Regions from separate parts of the Rattus norvegicus genome. Here region 1 is linked to region 2. The links are chromatin contacts, called in public Hi-C maps. All regions are on one chromosome and are shown on one strand. Each heading gives the region's core, a stretch centred on a gene start, on an enhancer-like site or on the middle of the called end of the contact. The rest is flanking DNA. Distances are from core to core; before and after follow the strand shown. Region 1 overlaps Wdfy3 (WD repeat and FYVE domain containing 3). Region 2 has its middle 19 kb from the start of Wdfy3.

Region 1 (6,827 bases), core at 3,939-6,438, 130 kb after region 2:
AAGATAATAGGAGGTAGACAGGGGAGAGCCTTGGGGGAAGGGGAAATGCTTACTCGAACGGCTTGACTGTCCATCTGTTAGAAACGTGCATAAAACACGCCTCTCCATTCATAAAGGCTGAATGCTTTCAGGAACGCTGCACAGGCGCCCAGACTGTGAATACAGTTCTACATAAACCAAAGACTTCTCAGTTGAGCCAACACTCACTCAGTTGCTTCTGTCAGAGAAGACCACGTATATCTTGTTAGCCCAGGATTCTCTTGCCCTTGGGTCAAGAGAAGATCAGAACCACATAGGTAGTTCTAAGGGATCTCATTGAGTGCTTCAGTTTAGTCAGATATCATCGGAGCTGTTGTCTTCTTGGAGATTTGAATCACTTTTTCACCCATTGTTAAGAAAATGCCTTCTGGTACAAGTGCCAGTGTTTAGTGAAACAGCCCAAAGAGTAGATGGCACAGATGGTCCAAGCCAGGAATCCATCAGTTGTCTCCAGGTAACTTGGCGAGGTAGCGATACATTGTTTCGCTTCTTTAAAGCCTCACCCTGCAGGTCTTGTGTGTGAGGTGGCGATACACTGTTTCATTCCTTTACACACCTCACCCTGCAGGCCTTGTGTAACTCCCTGAATTTCAAGGCTTTTGCATGTCCTTGATTGAAAGTAACTGGAGACGAAGAAAATGAACGATGAATGTGGTCTTGAGCAGAGTCCAAATAAGACTTAAATTTTTCTTTCCGTAGGCATGCATTTCACTGCGTTTCAACTCCACCTGTGTACCCTGCGAAAAGCGTCACCGACCTAAAACTTCAGGTGACAAGCTCACCCCTGCCGAGCTCCGAGGCCGTCATCATCCACCCCGGGGCCATGTTAGCCATGCTCGACTTGCTGGCCTCTGTGGGCTCAGTGACACAGCCAGAAGTAAGTTGGGTCATGGTAGTTGTTGGTTTAGTCAGAGAAAGGGCGGTGTGTTTCCCTGAGGAGTAAAGACAGGGAAGAGCATGGAACGTAGCCAGCCAGTTAAATCCACAGTAGGAGGTTCCCGTTGAGCCAGGCCTTCCAGATATCCATTCTGGTTTTGAATACAGTTGATGCCACTTAATACCACTAGGGCTCCAGTGTTTGCTTCTGGTCTGAGACTCTCAGTTTCCCCTGAAGAGTTCAGCCCAGCACTGGAAATGGCTCAGAGGTGACACAGAAGGAAACGTGCCTACAGACACCACAGTGAGCCTGTTTGTTGATCCGTTCTGTCCTGGAACACTCAGAAGTTTGAGGTGCTTACAGTTGGGGTGGCCATTTCTGTTAAAATGCTGTGTGGTTCCCAAGCCCCAAATGTGAATGACCAACTTCCTTTAAAGCTGGTTGTCTGACACTGTGAAAAAGGCTTTACACTCCAGATACGGTGTCACACAGCTTTAATACCAGCACTCGGAAGGCAGACGGAGGCCATTCTCTTAAGTTCAAGGCCAGCCTGGTCTGCATATTAAGTTCTTGGCTACATAGTGAAGCCCTGTCTTAAAAAGAAAAGGGGCCTTTACACCTACAGTTTCTGGGATGTGCGTATGTTTTCAAGCAGCACATAGGAAGAACTACTGCCTGTGTCACTAAGGATGCCCTGGTGACAAACATCTCTCTGACACTTTGTTAACTCTAGCATGCTTTGGACCTTCAACTTGCCGTGGCCAATATTTTACAATCCCTGGTGCACACGGAGCGGAACCAACAGGTCATGTGTGAAGCCGGTCTTCACGCACGGTTGCTGCAGAGGTGCGGCGCTGCACTAGCCGACGAGGACCACTCGCTGCACCCTCCCCTGCAGCGCATGTTTGAACGCTTGGCCTCCCAGGCCTTGGAACCCATGGTGCTGAGGTCAGTACGTCCGTCTCGGTATTTACGCAAGTCAGGAAAGGCAGTCCTTGGAGTCTTTGCTCTCTGGTCTGACCTCGTGGCGAAGGCCCACAGTCTCAGGTACTCAGGAAGCCGGACCGGGGGATCCTAAATGCAAGGACTGACGGGCGGTGATAGTCTGGAGAGCTCAGAGCCGTGCTTCCTCCCAAGGAAACGTGAATGGAGTCCGGGCTGAGGCTCGGTGCTTGTCTAGCATGCAGGACGCCTTGGGACCAGTTCCTGGTACCATAGACAGTCACAGCTTTCCTTTCATGGGCTTAATATAGATTAAATGTGGACAAACCACAACCAAACTAAATAAACTATTTAGAAATGGTACAGCTCCATGCCTAGCTCTCAGGAGTGCGGGGCAGGAGGATTGTGAGATGAGGTAAGGCCGGACTGGTACGCCATGATGATTCATACCTTGGTTCTAAAAATAAATAAATGGATGGATGGATGGATAGATAGATAGATAGATGAATAAATAAATATAAATAAATAAGTGGATAGATAGATAGATAGATAGATAGATAGATAGATAAGTAAATAGATAGATAGCTGTGTGGTGAGCAACATGTGTGCTTACTAACAACATCTCAGTCTATGGCTTATTTCTTACCCTTGAATCTAGAAAACTCATTTTCCTTTAAGATCATATCATACTTCTTAAGAATAGGAGTTAAATCTATTTTGTATTTAAGGATATTTTGTTGTTAGAACTCTTTTTAAAGGGGCTAGCGAGATGGCTCAGTGGTTAAGAGCACATGCGCTTTCAGAGGACCCAGCACCCCTATCCGGTTATTCACAACTGCTTGTATTTCCAGCTCCAGGGCACTCTGACTCGCCTTCAGCTCCGTGTAGACACTGCAGTAACGCACAGACCTATGTTGAGGCGTACACACACACTCATATAACTACAACTGAAATAAAACTTAAATAAAGTGCTTCGTAAAGTAAAACATATATTTATATTTTCAAGTAATTCTATGTTACAGTTCTTGGGAAGACCAGAGTTCATTATCTCTCTCACCCAGTCTTCCGTGGTTCCAGCTTCTGCCGGTTTACCACAGTATCCGCAGGAAGGTGGCCCTGTGTCATCCATGCACACACGCATTTCTTTCTTTCTGTTGGGATCCATGTGTAAGTCCACCCTTGCTTTTCGGAGGTGGGCTTTTATTAGGTAGTGCAAGCAGTTTATTTCCTGACACCCACAATCTCCCTCGTCAGCCTCCTGGGTGCTGGGATTACAGGCGTGTACCAGGTGCATTTTATGTGACCGCTGCACAGTTGTAGATCCCACGAGGATCTTGCTCACGCTGCCCCTCTGTGTCCTACACACCCCTGTCCTGCAGTCCCTGACTGGCGTACCTTTTCGTCCTACACACCCCCTCCGACCGTCCCTTTCCAGCTCCATGATTTTGTCATGTTGGAAATGTTTTGCTTGCACACGTCCTATATAACACGTGACATTTGTAGATAGGTACTTTTCCTTTATCACAGTGGGCACACGTGTGTGCATATGTGTGTTCTGAGAATCGAGCACTCTTCCACTGAGTATGTCTCTAGCTCATGAAGAAGGCAAGTGTTTTCACTCGAGACAAATGCTGTCTTTACAAATGGAACCTGGTTAGTTTTTAAATGTGTGTGTATGTGTGTGGGGGGGGGGGGTGAGATGGCTCAGCAGTAAAAGCGTTGGTTGCTATTCCTGCAGACACACATTGGGACTTAAAACTCTCTTTAACCCAGGTCCAGGGGATCTGAAACTCTCTTCTGGCTTCTCTGGTCACCAAACACATGTGTGGTGCACAGCCATACTTAGAGGCAAAACACCCATATACATAAAATTAAAGCAAATCTTAAAAAAAAAAAACCCTTCAGTTTACTTCAAAATCATACAGCCAAGTAAATGTAGTCATACATTACCTTTTCCGTTCTTTTAAAAATACACCTGTGGGCTGCTGTTCTGAGACCATACACGGTGTCTGTGATTGCTCTCGCCTTCCGTTGAAGTGCTGTCATGGTATGAAACTTTAAAGGCTTTACAAAAACATGGTTGAGGTGTTATTTGTGCTTTTTAAAGCCCATTCCAAAGTTATTATTGATTAAGAAAAATACTTGACGTAAACACGTGTCGAACAGAATCCTATGCGGTGTCATGGCAGCTTACGTGCCCGGCTCTGAAGGAATCCTACGTGTGCCATTGCTAGCCAGTGTGCTTTGTGTGCACACCTTGTTTCGGAGGACATGCTTCACGGACTGTGTCTCCTACCCTTTGCAATCCTCTGCAGTCTTTCTGGTGCTTAGAACAAGAACAGAAGTAGCTTGTTTTATAGCCACTACAGACATGGGGCCTTGCTCCCCTAGTCTGACACATCGTAACTTGAACCCTTCATCTGAGATGTAAGAAAACATCGGTAACCAGATAAAGAAGGAGCTTTCTCACAGAAGAAGTGGGAAACTAAAATACCACATAGTAGATTCCATAGTAGCAGTGTTGTAGAATTTATTTAAGGGCAGCTTGTCCAAAAATCGTAGGGAGGTTGGCTTTCTAGAAGAATGACAGTTTAGAAGTAGAATACGGAAGATAAGTATCCTGATTGGATTGGGGAAAAACATGGAGTCTCTCTGCAGTGAGAGAGACAGGCGTCATAAGAAGTCAGTTTGTGGGTGGGTGAAAAGGGAGTGCAATGAAGGGGTGTGGAAGGTAACTCATGTCACTCTCATGTCACTGTGGCCTTCCCTGGCAGCCTGTGGGGAACTGGGGTTTCCATGTGCCAGGAACGAGCAGCCATTGACGTGTTGAGCAGGACAGTGACAGTGAGTAGATGGTGTTGGGACCCGGTGGGAGCCCCTGGAGGTGACACAGACTGCTCCTAGACACAGAAACAGGGCGCTCAGTCTGGGTGCCCTTAGACGGCTGCCGAGGACAGGCACGTCAGATTAGCACGGTTTGGGGATTTTATGAATGTAGAAAGCAAAGTGAATGGAAGACTCCAAGCCTGTTTCAGTGTTGCTGGGTAGAAGGTGACGTAAGGGACTGGGGTCCTCTGGGGTGCATAGTAGATGCACAGCTTATGTGGTGACTGTAATATGAAATTAACATCATATGTCGTGTCATAATAACTACTCGTTACAGTCCATCATCCCCCACCCCTTGACTCGGTGTCTGTAATCTCAGTGGAGCGTACCTTTGCTTTCTCTTCTCAGGGAGTTTTTGCGTTTGGCAAGCCCTCTGAACTGTGGTGCGTGGGACAAAAAGCTGCTGAAACAGTACAGGGTTCACAAACCAAGTTCGCTGAGCTTCGAGCCGGACATGAGAAGTAAGCTGAGCTCGGAGCTTCCTGGTCATGGTCATGGTTATGGTTCATTTTGTCTGTCACTCAAATCCACGTGGCTGGGGGTGGGTCTGTGTGAGAACTATTATAAAGAAAGGAGGTCACTGCTGTTCAGTCAGTGACATACAGTCAGGTTGGTTAACCCAGTGAGAGAACACTTGGGGTGTGTAAGGAGTGATGGGCAGTGTAAGGAGACAGGCAGCTTAGCCCCTGGTGTAGGGGAGGGAGCACACTCCTTCACCTCAGAGGATTCTCTCTATCTCTCTCCCAAGTGGCCTTTGCAGCCTGGACTGGGGAATGTCCATGATCACGCTGTTTAAATGCAGCAGTCTGTTTGCAGGGCATAACAAAGAAGTCAAATCATGCCTCAGAGGGAAGAACGGAAGCTAGGTGGCTTCTGGAGTCAGGTGTCCTGGGATTGGAAGGCAGGTGTCCTGGGATTGGAAGGCAGGTGTCCTGGGATTGGAAGGCAGGTGTGTGGGGATTGGAAGGCAGGTGTGCTGGGATTGGAAGGCAGGTGTCCTGGGATTGGAAGGCAGGTGTGTGGGGATTGGAAGGCAGGTGTGCTGGGATTGGAAGGCAGGTGTCCTGGGATTGGAAGGCAGGTGTGCTGGGATTGGAAGGCAGGTGTGCTGGGATTGGAAGGCAGGTGTCCTGGGATTGGAAGGCAGGTGTGTGGGGATTGGAAGGCAGGTGTCCTGGGATTGAAAGGCAGATGTGCTGGGATTGGAAGGCAGGTGTCCTGGGATTGGAAGGGAGCTGTGCTGTGATCTATCACATGAAGGAAACAACTCGTCCAGCAGGATTGTTTGGATGGAACAATAGAGGAATAAGGGAGACAAGGGGAGATAGGGCCCCTAGACATTGTGGTAGATCTGCTGAGTAGCCTCCGAGGAGATGTCACACTACGCAGAGGGAAGAAAAATGACCAAGGGAGTGAGTACAACGTAGGCCCTGCCTACTCTGTCAGGATCATGGCAGACCAACAGGCACCATCCACCCAAACTGGCGGGCAGTGTCTTAGTAAAGCCTACCACTGGATCTCTGATTAATCCTATGGTTTTTGGATTTCCTCCCATGGTTAATTCTGTGGTTTTGTACATTTTCTTTTTCCGGAGATTCTGTTTGATCAGCGTGGTGGAAAGGCTGCTAAGGTAGAATTAGAATAAATAAATTAGTATTTAATGCCAGTGCACCATGCAGGACAGTTCATAGGAAGTCAGAGAGACTGCCTTCCCCTGGGTTGTCCTTTGGTTTTTGATGTGCTGGTGACTAATCCAAGGCCCTCCCCTGTGCTAGGCCGCTGCTCTATCCCTGAGATACATCCTCCAAGCTCACAATGACAGCTTTGAAAGGCAGAAATGTGCCTCTCATCATTCCCTGCAGTTGTGAGGGGAGACTTCTGAAGTCGGCGTATCAGCCCTCAGCCATTGCTCCCTGCTGCCAGGGATCGCCATTGCTACTCTAGCATGGTTTCATGGGAAGGCAGGATATGATAGCTTTTCATATTCGTTAATATACATCCCTTTATGTCCTGTTTGCCCTTTTTGTATTATACCCAGTCCTTTAGAATTGAGTTTTAATTTCCTTTCTTAAGAAGAGAGACA
Region 2 (7,471 bases), core at 127-2,626:
TGGGTTGGTTCAGAGGATAAAGGCAGGACTGGGGTGCTGTGTGGGTGGGAGGAACGCTTTGTGGTAGAGAAGACATGTGAAGTTGTTGGGGAGAGGAAAGGCTGTAGATCTGAGAGGAGAGTTAATGCTGAGACAGGAGGATGTGTGCTGTGTACAGAGAGAGAAGGAAAGGGCAGGCTACAGAGAGGCCAGAGGAGAGCAGCAGTCCGTGTCCTTTGTAGGGACTTTGATTTCTGAGTGCGAGATTTTTTTGGCCCATGTTGCGTTCTCTGCAGGGGCAGAGACGTGTTCCTGGCTTCCTCCTGAAGGCTCAAAGCATGGCGTCCTCCCTGGCCTCTTATGGTCCACGGGTGGTCTGCTGGGTTAGAGCAGAGAGTCGCTCCTTAGTCAGTCTCCTGTTCTTAGGTCAGGGTCTCTGGGGTGTGGAGGGGAGGGCAGGATCTCTTTTCAGTTCCAGAGCTCCGGTTTCAGTGTGTAAATGTTTGTGAAATTATGGAATTGCTGAGAATGGGGTCTGTCGTTGATAACTGGGTAGTGGACACCCTGGGGTGCTGCGGTGAGGTGAGTCATGGCTCCCAGGATGCGGAGTCGGCAGCACCCTGAGGATTTTATACTGTGTGTATGGGTGCTCAGTAAATCCATGTGAGTGGTCAAGTGCAGAGCCACGTGCTGACTCCGAGACTCTTCATCTACTTCCCCCAAGTGGACATCTCCCCAATCCCACAATGCATCTCACCACTGCCTTATCCCCCACACTGATGCCATGCTCAGGAAATGCTACAGTAGCAAAGAGATGGAGACATCACCACAAGCTAAACGTAGGGGTTCATTACAGAGGGTCAGCTCATTCATTCATTCTCCCCTTGCCTTTTTATACAAGACATTTTTTAGGTTAATTTTTGTATGGCCTCATTAGTCTTTATTTGCAAAACATCGGTAGGTCTAGAATATAAATTCTGCATACCTATATATAGAAACGCGAGTCTTTCAGAATTTTAAAAATTTAGCACCCAAAACGCAGCCAACGGTGTTTCTTACTGTTTCGTTTGGCTGAGCAAGGATTTATCCTGTAGTTTATTTACTCAACCCGGTTGGTTTAGGACTTTGGTGGGGGAGGGGGGGTTGAGTCTAGATGTCTCAAATTCCAACAGAGACCTTTCAGATCTGGAGCGAGCATTTTAGTCCCATCCTGGGCATTTGCCACCATTTGCCACCTGCAGTTCTAGGCCAGCCGCTTCTAGTCTTCAGACTCCCAAACCCCGAAGTTCCTGCTTTTTTTTTTAACTTCTGGGGAAGGGCCCTGGGAGACCTCAATGCAGACCCTGCAGAGGCTGTTAAGTCTAGAGGGAAAGCACTCACACCTGTCAGTCATGTGGATCTTGCCTCCCATTACTCTTTAACCAAAAGGCATCATGTCCAGGAGGCCGAACACAGCAGCTCATGAATACTGGGTTATTGATCTTACATAATGTGTTATAGTTTGACCATCTAAGCGGCTGATTTCACTGAAGACTCCTGGGCTGCTGTTTGTGTTTAGTGCTCCCGTGCGAACAAGGTTTGGGTTTTATTTCTCCGTCAGAGTGGTCTCATGCGCTTGGGGCTTTTCAGTAAAGGTTTTTCTTTTTTTTTTTCCCCGTTAAAGTTTTAGCCCCTAGTTAAACTTTTTAACTTTGCTTCCCTTTGTGTATTAGTGTGTTTGAGTGTGCCCTGTGGTTTTACCTGAGTGTGCCCTGTGGTTTTACCTGGTGTTAAGGCCCCTCGTCATTTCCGCATCATTCTTCTTGACGGTCCACAACAGAGCAGTGCTGCCCTACCTACTGCAGCAAGGGTGGGGCGTCACCTGGTTCCCGGCCCAGGGAGAGCTGGCTTCAGTGGGACTTCAGTCCGGCATTGGGTGAGATTGGAAGCTGGGCTTAGAAGCTGTAAGTCAGCGAGCTGGTCTGTGGGAAGGCACTGTAGACTTAAAGAGTGGTTCTTGCCACTTCCCACTAGATGAGCGTTTACAGAGGTATCTTAGCGGCCCGACCCTTCTATGTATGGTCTTGTCCCTTTAGAGTGTCTCTCAGCCTTCCTGATGCTGCAACCCTGTGTAGTACAGTTCCTCAAGTTGTGGTGACCCCCCCCTAAACCATAGAGTCGTTTCACTGTTAATTTTGCCTACTGTATGGATTGTAATGTAAACATCTGTATTTTCTGAAGGTCTTAGGTAACCCCTGTGAAAGAGTCCTTCGAACCCTAAGGGGTTGAGACCCACACACAGGTTGAGAACCGATGCTCTGAGGCCTTTGTTACTACTGTGAAAGATCCGAATTAAAGCTCAGAGGTAAGGCTCCTCTCTCTGCTGTGTGCAGGTCGTCTAGCCTGTCTAACCTCCTCGCCAGCCCTTTTCATTCCAGATCCTCTTCTTAGTACTGACAGCTGAGCTCCTCCCCATAGCCTCAGTTTGCTTGGTTTCTTAAGCCTTTGGTACTTAGTGGAGTGGAGATCATGTGACAAGGTAGTTTCTGACACATCATTGGTATGTCAACACATAATGAATCGTACATGGTCAGTACCAGCACAGCCCAGCTTCCTCTTCCTGTATGCAGTTTCTTCTTGGTGTAGTTGATATTTCATCTCAGACGGGAGGTTCCTATGGGCCTGTTTCCCGCTGTTCTTCAGCCAGTGTGGACTCTGAGGAGGCCTACCATCTGCATTGGAAAAGAAGAATCTAAAACTTGGCCCTTATTGGGTTTGTTAGAGAGTTGAGCTTAAGGATTTTGTGTTACCTGCTGCTTTTAAACCTGCTCTGACCAAAGTCCCCGAGTAGACAAATCACACATGAGCTGCGATATGGGAAGTGTTCTAATTTTGCAAGGGACTCAGCATTTTTACAAGAATTTCTGCCACTCTGTCTTCTCAAACTGTGGAAATTACTTAGTATATTTTAAGCACAAGTTTGGACACTTTGCCTGTTTTAATTTCACTGAATATTAAAACCGTTTATTACCTTACCGATTGTTTTGAAGTGTTTATAAGTGCACAGAAGTCAGAGAGAGAGAGAGAGAGAGAGAGAGAGAGAGAGAGAGAGACTCTCGTTCCATCACCCAGCTAACAGCCACGTGCCAGCTGCTTGAGTGACTTACATCCTATTACTAAGAGCATCTGACCTCTTCACTTGGAACAATGTTGGCAGGTGCAGGAATGTGGATGCCTTTGTCCCGTGTCTCCTCTACTAGGCAGCCCAGGAAAGGGGCTTCTTTCCTCCATTTCCTGCTGATAGTTAACTGGGCTAATAGCTGGCTATTTTCAGCTTGGTAAATCTGTCAAAGCCATGGCCAATAGTCATGTAAAAATTTAATTACATGGCATTTTCTCCATAATTCTCCTTTTTTAACAACTTCCTCTTTTAATAAGTACTGAATTGGCTTACTGGGTACTTTCATCCCTAACATGTAAAAGAAGGCAGAGTGAGATATGTTCAGTCATCAGTCTGGGTTAATTACTGTTGGGCATGCTCAGTTTAGAGGAGCTGTTGTGGGGAAGGGAGGGTGTTTGTATCACACTTAGATGAAGCAATAAACACCACCATCACAGACAGTGTCCAGTCAGCACAATGTTGTACTTTAAACATGGCAAGGCATGAAGTTGGTTTTCATTATACATTTGAGTAATATGTACGTAATAATAATCATCATAGAATTATGTAAGCCTTATGAACACTGCTAAGGGCTTGGGATTTAGCGCACTTGGTGGAATCCTTAGGTGGCACACACAAAGCTGTGAGTTATAGCACCCTGTCCCCACAAGCACTGAATAAAATGGGGCACAGTGTTAACATGCCTGCCTCTAATCCCAGCCTGGGGAAGGTTGAGGTTCAGACATTCAAGATCATTCTCTGCTACATTAGCTAGTTCAAGGCCAGCCAGGGCTTCATGAGACCCTGTTTCAAAATTGAAATAAAGTAAAATAAGAAAGGTTGATTGTTACTCTTGGGAAATGTGCAGCATCACTGTTGGGGGCGTGTCTTCCTTGTCTCTTTTCCGTTCCTCTTAGAAATCCCTAGGTAAACTTACCATCAGATTTTGAGTAGCGTCTCAGTATCTCTGACTCTTAATTGTATGTTCTTACCGTATGATAACTGCTTATAGAATACAGGGCTAGGTGACTTGTGTGCCAGAGGCCATGCTTGTTTTAGAAGACCCTGTCCCTCTGTAGCACAAACTGGCCTTGATCTAAAAATCTTCCCGCTTCCGCCGTATGAATGCTGGGATATGCAGGCTTCTCCATCTTCACTGTGCCTGGCATCAACAGCAAAATAAAAACAAGCTCTTTCATTTATATTTGGAGTAATTGTTGTGCATAGACCGCCTAGTAACTTTGGATTCTGTGGTTTTATTTGTGTAACATATACTGACCAAATTAAAAGCAAAAGGAGTTATCCTAGCTGCTTGGGACCCAAATGATACTGTGACCCTTAATATTAAATTCTGTGATTCTTGCTAAATGTATCACTGGTGATGTCAGGACGCACTTATGCAGCTATAGTTTTAGAGCACAGATTAGAGAATGAGTAGTTGCCTGCTATGTACAGAGGTCTGTGGGTACTTACCGAGTTGAGAGGTTACGCTGAGTGATGTGATTGTGAGAACCCTGAAGTGATACTTGGTTTGGGTGACAGGGGAGTGAGAGAGTCTCCTTGGCAAAACCGGTAAGGCTTACTTTATACCAAGATTATAGAAATTAAAGTTTGGGGGCTGGAGAGGTGGCTCAGTGGTTAAGAGCAGTGACTGCTGCTCCTGAGTTCAAATCCCAGCAACCACACGGTGGCTCCCAACCAAGGGTAATGGGATCTGATGCCCTCTTCTGGTGTGTCTGAAGACAGCTACAGTGTACTCACATACATTGAATAAATAAATCTTAAAAAAAAAAAAAGAAATTAAAGGTTAGTTGGCCTTACTCTTTGAGTCAGAAGAGTCTTAGGGTGGGTATCGTATAACTTAATGAATAGAAACGAAGTCATATGCTTAGCCAAAAACTTTGTGTACCCCGGTACTGTGTGTGGGTGTGTCTGTGCGTGCAAATCCATGTGCACATGTATGGGAGTTTATGCAGAGGCCTGAAGTCAACATCGAGTGTCTTCCTCAGTGGCTCTCCCTTATTTTTGAGACAAGCTCTCCCACTGCCCTGGAGCTCTCCACTAGACTGCTGCCCAGCGAGCCCCAGACTCCACATCCTTACCTCATGGCTCCTGGAGATGGACCAGGGTTTCAGTGCTTGGGTGGCAGGCACTTTACCAATGGAGCCGTGCATCCCTGGGTCCTTTGTTTTCAATTTTATGAATAAAAGAGAACCGCAGTCTGTTCCCTTAGCCGCTCTCCCTTTGCAGTATAATGTATTGTCATCTTTATGTTTTCATTAGAACCCTAGACTTCTTCATTCTGTTCTGTCCCTCGAATCCTTTGGCCTGCACCTTCCTGTTTCCACCACCCCTCCATGTTGTAACCATCACTGAAACTCCACGTGCAGATGGAGTCCTTCATTATTCCTGACCCTCTGTATCTGATTAGTTTACATAGAACCATGCCCGTTAGCTTTACCTGTGTTGTGACAGATGACAAGGTCTCCTCTTTCAGGGCTGAATTGTTTATGTGTAGATAGGAAGGTAGTTAGCTTGGGTCGACTGGTGTCATATTTGTTGTTTTAAGTCTACTCAGGCATCAGCAGAGACACCTAGATTGTTTGTTTGTAGAAACAGTTGCGAGGTCATTCATGTCTGGTCACATCACAGTGAATCTATAGGTTCCTCTGTTAGGTATCTCAGTTCTTTATATTTCAGAGGGATCTTTGGGTCACAAATAATTCTGATTTTAATTTCTTTTAAAATATTATCATTACTTTATGCACGTGTGTGTTTGTTTCTGTGTGTGTCTTTGTGGGTGTGTGTCATTTATGTGTGTGCCTGTGGAAAGCCAGATGAGGGAGCTGACCTGGAGCTGGAGTTACACATGGTTGTGAGCTGCCCAGTACGGGCTGAACTCAGGTTCTCTGCAAGGGCAGGAAGTGCTCTTAACTGGTGAGCTGGCCCTGTAGCTGCAGTCCTGGTTCTGTTCTGTTCTGTTCTGTTCTGTTCTGTTCTGTTCTTTCTTTCTTTTTAAAGATTTATTTATTTTATGTATGTGAGTACACTGTAGCTGTCTTCAGACACACCAGAAGAGGGCATCAGATCCCATTACAGATGGTTGTGAGCCACCATGTAGTTGCTGGGATTTGAACTCAGGACCTCTGGAAGGGCAGCCAGTGCTCTTAACCACTGAGCCAACTCTCTAGCCCACTGGTTTTAGTTTCTTAAGGAGAATCTGTCTACACTATTTCATGATGGCTGCCTAGTGTCTTCCCTCGGGATCTGTTGAGGGTTAGCTCCCAGACCTGGTAGATATAAAAATCCAACTGTGTTCCAGTTCTTTATAAAATGGTATAGTATTTGCATTTCACATATGCACAGCTGTAGATTATATAACATACCTAAAGTAAAACATCCAGTACCATAGAAACACTAAGTAAACATGTCTTGTCCTGTAGTATTTAGGAGAGAGTTACAAGAAGACAAAAGTTTCTACGTGATCAGTGTAGACACATTTTGTATTTTGTCAGTCAGGTATTGAATCCCAGGTCTCCCAGTCCAGGGAGACCTTCTGCCTCTAAACAGTGTGCTGAGCCCTATCCCCACCCTCCCTTACATGTTTCCCACCCGGGAGTGGTTGAATCCATGGAACCAGAACCTATAGATACATAGTTTCAGTTTATACCTTGAAGGTAGCATAGTGTATTGTATAAAGGGTAGATGTGCTTTGAGAATTTCATTTAATATGTTAACTGAAGAATAAATTAGGTGACATATATTTGGTCAAAATGAAAACTGATATTGCTGGGTTTGTTTGTTTTCCCCTTTTAAAAAAGACTTATCTAGTCATTTCATGTATGAGTACATTGTAACTCACTCATTGGATCCCGTTACAGATGGTTGTGAGCCACCATGTGGCTGCTGGGAATAGAACTCAGGACCTTGGGCAGAGCAGTCAGTGCTTTTAACCGCTGAGCCATCTCTCCAGCCCCTTTTAATTTGGGAAGTTCTAGTGTTTGAAGTATCTCTTTGCATCTCTCCCTTTTTTTTTTTTAAGATTAGCACTGAAAGAATTTGGGAGTATTATGGGATGTAGGATTGCTTAATGGTCAGCTTAAATGTCTCAGGGGGAAAAAGAAAGGACAGTTGGGTGAGTGGCAAGTGACAGGAGACAAGGGAGGGCCAATGCCTCCTGTGTAATGGGTTGGTCTGCTAAAATTCTATCCTATTTCCTTTCCTGGGGGGGGGGGTAATTGCAAGGCTATAGCGCAGATATAAAAGGACAAGGAGATGAGTGAGATTGGGGTACATAATCTGAAATTCGGAAATAATCAATAAAAAGTTCAAAAAATAAGGTAAAGAATTATA

What was found. Hi-C and Micro-C count contacts between places; a contact is called where the count stands out from the background.
Region 1: a contact with region 2 is called in a Hi-C map of kidney, with 2.3 times the contacts expected there. The contact joins two enhancer-like sites. A contact is called at or near these places in 5 of 12 Hi-C or Micro-C datasets (frontal cortex, kidney and liver).

The regions. Positions count from the first base shown.
Region 1 is chr14:8,018,468-8,025,294 of GRCr8, forward strand. Wdfy3 (WD repeat and FYVE domain containing 3) reads left to right here. Exons shown (of 66, transcript NM_001170551.3): 15 at 739-916; 16 at 1,650-1,864; 17 at 5,093-5,205. Among named protein-coding and RNA genes, the nearest start is that of Wdfy3, 110 kb to the left of the region's middle. Within about 2 kb of position 5,189, at least 1 of the 93 cell types and tissues checked has an H3K27ac peak or open chromatin away from gene starts, as enhancers often do. A contact at or near this core is called in kidney, where this site is marked.
Region 2 is chr14:7,888,520-7,895,990 of GRCr8, forward strand. It overlaps a transcript of Wdfy3 not described here. Among named protein-coding and RNA genes, the nearest start is that of Wdfy3, 19 kb to the right of the region's middle. Within about 2 kb of position 1,377, at least 11 of the 93 cell types and tissues checked have an H3K27ac peak or open chromatin away from gene starts, as enhancers often do. A contact at or near this core is called in kidney, where this site is marked.